Linked DNA regions of Pan troglodytes: region 2 is linked to region 1. A link is a contact called in public HiChIP or PLAC-seq data. All regions are on one chromosome and are shown on one strand. The core of a region is the stretch at or near the end of the contact, and the rest is flanking DNA. Distances in the headings are between cores, read along the strand shown. Region 1 holds the start of H2AX (H2A.X variant histone). Region 2 holds the start of C1QTNF5 (C1q and TNF related 5).

The links. HiChIP or PLAC-seq counts read pairs in DNA pulled down with a chosen protein or histone mark.
Region 2: a contact with region 1 is called in an H3K4me3 HiChIP or PLAC-seq map of stem cell-derived excitatory neurons, with 7 times the contacts expected there. The contact joins the promoter of C1QTNF5 here to the promoter of H2AX in region 1. A contact is called at or near these places in 2 of 7 Hi-C or Micro-C datasets (induced pluripotent stem cells and stem cell-derived neural progenitor cells), 1 of 1 datasets of contacts at active chromatin or transcription factors (stem cell-derived excitatory neurons) and 1 of 1 other capture datasets (stem cell-derived neural stem cells).

What each region holds. Positions count from the first base shown.
Region 1 is chr9:121,037,772-121,040,805 of NHGRI_mPanTro3-v2.0_pri, reverse strand. It overlaps H2AX (H2A.X variant histone), which reads left to right and starts at 1,415. Exons shown (of 2, transcript XM_016922128.4): 1 at 1,415-2,617; 2 at 2,816-3,034. The coding sequence starts at 1,710. The coding sequence ends at 2,141. It overlaps DPAGT1 (dolichyl-phosphate N-acetylglucosaminephosphotransferase 1), which reads left to right. Exons shown (of 9, transcript XM_001165129.6): 9 at 46-599. The coding sequence ends at 111.
Region 2 is chr9:121,286,603-121,289,636 of NHGRI_mPanTro3-v2.0_pri, reverse strand. It overlaps C1QTNF5 (C1q and TNF related 5), which reads left to right and starts at 1,559. Exons shown (of 3, transcript NM_001428085.1): 1 at 1,559-1,750; 2 at 2,005-2,261; 3 at 2,597-3,034. The coding sequence starts at 2,048. MFRP (membrane frizzled-related protein) reads left to right here. Exons shown (of 13, transcript XM_009424324.5): 12 at 462-589; 13 at 674-898. The coding sequence ends at 898.

The DNA.
Region 1 (3,034 bases), core at 166-2,665:
CTCCCTTTCTGCGTGATTCTTACTCCAGTCCATTTCTCCTTGCAGATCCTGGGCAGTGCCATCACCTTCTCCATTCGATATCAGCTCGTTCGACTCTTCTATGATGTCTGAGTCCCTTGATCATTGTCCTTTACCTCACAGTCTCTAGGATTCCTGACTCAGGCTGACCTCTCTCTCTGGTCCCAGACTGCCTCCTTGCCCAGGCCTCTCTCACTCTTCATACTCCTCCAGATTTTGTTCTCAGCATTTTCCTTTCTCTGTGATCATTGGCATCCTGGGCGTTTCTTGCCCTCTACTGACTACTGATTGGATTTTACCTATGGCTTTCTGCGACTTGCTACTCTCTCCCTCTCCATCCCATCTTTGCAGCCTCATAGGGTGGGATACAGCAGCTTTTTTTGCAGTTATCCACACTCACATTTCAGAGTCCTGACTCTCAAGGAACCACTGGTTTTTGGGATAGAACTTGGGCCAGGGCTAGGAACACAGGCTCCACGGTGACATGTCATTTGATTGTAAATTAAGTGTTCTGATTAGTAAGAACTAAGCAGGGGGCCACATGCTCTCAATGGAGACAATAAAGTGTTGTCTTTTTCTTATTGTTTAGGTATATTTCCTATATGGGCATTTTTGGGTAGATTGGGAGGGGTGGTGGGGGTACTTCTTCCAACAGGATGCCTATCTCTCTGCCCCATCAGACCCCGTCTAACAAGAAGTGAACAGAACTGAGACCAAACAGAACATATTGAATAAATATTTAAATCCTGATACTTCAGGTGGCATGGAGGGCCACAAAATTGAAGTTATCCTGTTTCCTGGCATGGGATCAAACTTTCAAAGAGTCACCGGGTGCAGTGGCTCATGCCTGTAATCCCAGCACTTTAGGAGGCTGAGGCAGGAGGATTGCCTGAGCCCAGGAATTCAAGACAGCCTGGGCAACAAAATGAGACTCCGTCTCTACAAAAATAAAATAATTAGCCAAGTGTGGTGGAGCACTTGTAGTACCAGCTACGAGGGAGGTTTAGCAGGGAGGATTCCTTGAGCCCAGGAGTTCGAGGCTGCAGTGAGCTGAGATCACACTACTGCACTCCAGCCTGGGTGACAGAGCCAGTGACACCCGGTCTATTAAAAAAAGAAAGAAAAAAAAAAAGAAAACTTTTAAGGGGTCTAATTTCTTCCCTTTTCCATTCTCCCTTTGTCAGGTAGGAGAAGGGAGTAGGGAGTGACTGGACCTGGAAAGGAGGGCTGCAGTAGCTATAATATTGACCCCTTTCCTTTAAAAATCCTACGCCAGCACAGATTTCCCAGACGCTCTCTAGGTGGCCTCAGACTCCACCCCTTTGGTCTTCCGGTTCTGGTTTCCGATTGTAGTGTTTAAATCTCGCGCGCTTTACAAGGATTGGCTACATCAGGGGATAGTTGGCAGTCTGCGTGCTACCCCTCCTCCTCGCCTTTTCTCCCCGGGCAAAAGGTTTTCAAATTCGACCAATCAGCGGGCGCGCTCCTTCAGCCGAGCCGCGACACCCAAGGGTTAACCGCAACCAACCGGAGGCGGGGATTGGAGAAAAGAGCCAATCAGGAGGGCGCAGAGGTGTGTCCTGGGGGCTTATAAAGGCGGCCTCGCGGCGCGCGCGCGACAGCAGTTACACTGCGGCGGGCGTCTGTTCTAGCGTTTGAGCCGTCGTGCTTCACCGGTCTACCTCGCTAGCATGTCGGGCCGCGGCAAGACTGGCGGCAAGGCCCGCGCCAAGGCCAAGTCGCGCTCGTCGCGCGCCGGCCTCCAGTTCCCAGTGGGCCGCGTACACCGGCTGCTGCGGAAGGGCCACTACGCCGAGCGCGTTGGCGCCGGCGCGCCAGTGTACCTGGCGGCAGTGCTGGAGTACCTCACCGCTGAGATCCTGGAGCTGGCGGGCAATGCGGCCCGCGACAACAAGAAGACGCGAATCATCCCCCGCCACCTGCAGCTGGCCATCCGCAACGACGAGGAGCTCAACAAGCTGCTGGGCGGCGTGACGATCGCCCAGGGAGGCGTCCTGCCCAACATCCAGGCCGTGCTGCTGCCCAAGAAGACCAGCGCCACCGTGGGGCCGAAGGCGCCCTCGGGCGGCAAGAAGGCCACCCAGGCCTCCCAGGAGTACTAAGAGGGCCCGCGCCGCGGCCGGCCGCCAGGCCTCCCCATGCCACCACAAAGGCCCTTTTAAGGGCCACCACCGCCCTCATGGAAAGAGCTGAGCCACTTCAGACTGCGGGGCAAGCGGGCCGCGGCTCCCGGCTCCCTTCCCCTCCCCTCGCCCGCCTTCGCCGCCCGGCCTCGAGTCCCCGCCCGCCCCCGCTCCTGTCCCGCACCGCCTGCCGCGTCGGCCTCGGGCCCTGCCCTGTCCGCCGTCCGCCCTCCGGTAGGGTTCGGGCCTTCCGGATGCGGCTTGGGCGCTCTTCGGGGACCTCCGTGGCGCGGAAGACCCGAGCCTGCCCGCCTCGGCGTTCGTGACTCAGCCGCCCCATCCCGAGTCGCCGAGGGGCTGCGGGGAGGCCGCAGCACCTTCTGGAAGACTTGGCCTTCCGCTCTGACGCAGGGCCGAGGTGGGCAGTGCAGGCCGAGAGGCCGGCGGCCCTGAAGGTGAGTGAGGCCCTCGGCAGCTGCAGCCGGGGTGTCTGGTACTCCCCCGGCCTGGTGCTCAGCCCGGGACTTGCAGACGCGGCCGCTGGCCTGGAGGCTTTGGTGGGAGAGACGCGATCGCTGATTTCGGTCTGGCGCCCCTTCTGCGGCCGGGACCCAGGCCTTTCACATCGGCTCTCCCTCCATCTTCATCCATAGGTCTGCGCTGGGGCCGGGACGAAGCACTTGGTCACAGGCACATCTTCCTCCCGAGTGACTGCCTCCTAGGAGGACATTGAGGGGAGGGCAGAGGCCCGCAGTTTGGCTTCCCGGCTGGCTGTGTGGACAGCAAGAGTCGTTTTCGCGGAAGCCGACTGGCAGCCAGGCCCGACGCCGCCCCGTTTCCCTTCCAGCAAACTCAACTCGGCAATCCAAGCA
Region 2 (3,034 bases), core at 310-2,809, 250 kb before region 1:
TCCTGGAAGACAGTCGGCTGGTGGTGGCAATGGTACTGAGTGTCACCCCAAGGGAAATGGGAATCTGGGAATCATTGGTGGGGCTTCAAGAACCAGTCCCTTCTGTCCCCCAGAGCCCCTTTCCACAGCCCACACCAAAGACGAAGGCATCCTCTTACACAGAGCAGGGGGTTTCTTCCAGATGCCCAAGCGGTCCCTGCAAATGCGGGTGCCCCATGTTCCCTGAGATTAAAGACATGCCTGCATGATGCCCAGGGCTGGCAAGCGATGCTGGAGCAGGCTCTCAGGGATGGCAGGGATCCTCAGAGTGTGTACAGCCTGTCTCTTTGTTATCCTCTTGCTTCCTCACAACCATCCCCATTGGACCCATGTACACACAGGACCGAGCGATTCGGTGACTTGCCACAGGCCACAGAGCCAGTGAGCAGTCCCCACAGTGGCCCTCCCCTCCACCCCTGCAGAGCTGGCCTGTGAGCCTGTCCAGGTGGAGATGTGCCTCGGTCTGAGCTACAACACCACGGCCTTCCCTAACATCTGGGTGGGCATGACCACCCAGGAGGAGGTGGCAGAGGTCCTCAGCGGTTACAAGGTCTTCTGGGTGGAGGGAAGGAGGGCGGGCCTGGGAGGGGAGGAGCCTGGGAGCAGGTGCCTGAAGGCCACTCTCCCTCCACAGAGCCTGACAAGCCTGCCCTGCTACCAGCATTTCCGGAGGCTCCTGTGTGGGCTGCTTGTGCCCCGTTGCACCCCACTAGGCAGTGTTCTGCCCCCTTGCCGCTCTGTCTGCCAGGAAGCGGAGCACCAGTGCCAGTCTGGCCTGGCACTACTGGGCACCCCCTGGCCCTTCAACTGCAACAGGCTGCCAGAGGCAGCTGACCTGGAAGCTTGTGCCCAGCCCTGACCCTGAAGCCGGCCCCTGCCCTCTTCCTGCCCGTCCTCTTTTGCCGGTCAGGGCTGGCACGCAGGGGAACAAAGGAAGGAGCACCAGCAGGGTCTCTACCCATCCTTCTCTGGGGCTCCCAGGGAGGGGGAAGAGAAGTCCTCAGCTGGGGCTCATGGGACCCTACCACCCTCCCTGCTCCTTCCTGTCCCTTTACCGGTCCCAGGCTGCTGACTGGCCCCACACTGTGCCACCGGACAATCGAGACCGCTTCCCATCCAGGCCTCTTCTCCTTTCCATCTGCTTTTTCAGCTTCTCCATCGCCTGCCTTCTGACCTTTTCCTTGATTCAACAAAAATGTACTGAGCATCTATTCACGAGGCAGGCCCTGTCCTAGGCCCTAGGGATCCAACTGGCTGTCTGCCTCTAGAACTCTCCACCCTCATCTCTCTGCGTATTTCTCCCTGAAATGGGGTCTGGTCCTTGGTCTCTGCCACTGCCCCGCCTCTCCTCTGGCCCTGGGAACAGGAGGTGCCCTGTGTGTCCGTCTCTCGAAGTTCTGCCTCTCTGTGCCCAGCTCAAGTCTCTCTCCCCCTCCTTTCTCCCCCTAAACTTTGGCCGGCCGCCGGGCGACACCACGAGTTATTTCCCAGCTATTTCCCGGTCCGGGAGCTCTTGGCCCCTGAACAACTGGTTTCCTCTTGGAGGCTGGGAGGAGGAAAGCGGAGCCGGCAGGGAGCGAACCAGGACTGGGGTGACGGCAGGGCAGGGGGCGCCTGGCCGGGGAGAAGCGCGGGGGCTGGAGCACCACCAACTGGAGGGTCCGGAGTAGCGAGCGCCCCGAAGGAGGCCATCGGGGAGCCGGGACGGGGGGTGAGTCTGGCGGAGGAGGGGAAAGGGGCTGGGGAGGGGACTGTGGGAAAGGCTGGCGCGGGCCGGCGGTGGGAGGGAGGGCTGGCCGCTCCCACCCTCTCTCGCCTGCCTGTGCTCTCCGGATGCTCGGCCCTGCGAGCGCTCAGCCTCAGGGGCACGGCAGTGGGGTGGGGACCGACTGGGCCGCGCCGGGGTGGGGAGAGAGGCAGGTCCCAGGATTCTGGGTCCCGACTCCAGTCCTGCCTGGTCCACAGACTGCGAGAGGACCCCGGCGTCCGGGCTCCCGGTGCCAGCGCTATGAGGCCGCTCCTCGTCCTGCTGCTCCTGGGCCTGGCGGCCGGCTCGCCCCCACTGGACGACAACAAGATCCCCAGCCTGTGCCCGGGGCACCCCGGCCTTCCAGGCACGCCGGGCCACCATGGCAGCCAGGGCTTGCCGGGCCGCGATGGCCGCGACGGCCGCGACGGCGCGCCCGGGGCTCCGGGAGAGAAAGGCGAGGGCGGGAGGCCGGGTAAGAAGGCACCGCCGCGGCTATCGGTGGCGATGTCCGAGCAGGCGCGGTCGCAGCTCCAGCTCCCGGTGTCCGGGACTCGGGTCTCCCGCCAGGGGGCGCCACTCCCCGCGCTTTGCAGTCCTGAGCGGGGGAGGGGCCCAGGCGGCGGGAGCCCCCTTGGCCAGCCCCCCAGATCTGCCCTGCGGGAAGGGGTGGAGGAGGTACCCGTGCGGGAGGAGGCGCTGGCCGAAGCTCAGGCAGGGGCGGGGAGGGGTACGGTGACCTTAGAGTCGCCGCCCCGCTGCGGGCTGAGCCGCCGCTACTCTCATCCTGCCGCCCCCCTTACCCCGCAGGACTGCCGGGACCTCGAGGGGACCCCGGGCCGCGAGGAGAGGCGGGACCCGCGGGGCCCACCGGGCCTGCCGGGGAGTGCTCGGTGCCTCCGCGATCCGCCTTCAGCGCCAAGCGCTCCGAGAGCCGGGTGCCTCCGCCGTCTGACGCACCCTTGCCCTTCGACCGCGTGCTGGTGAACGAGCAGGGACATTACGACGCCGTCACCGGCAAGTTCACCTGCCAGGTGCCTGGGGTCTACTACTTCGCCGTCCATGCCACCGTCTACCGGGCCAGCCTGCAGTTTGATCTGGTGAAGAATGGCGAATCCATTGCCTCTTTCTTCCAGTTTTTCGGGGGGTGGCCCAAGCCAGCCTCGCTCTCGGGGGGGGCCATGGTGAGGCTGGAGCCTGAGGACCAAGTGTGGGTGCAGGTGGGTGTGGGTGACTACATTGGCATCT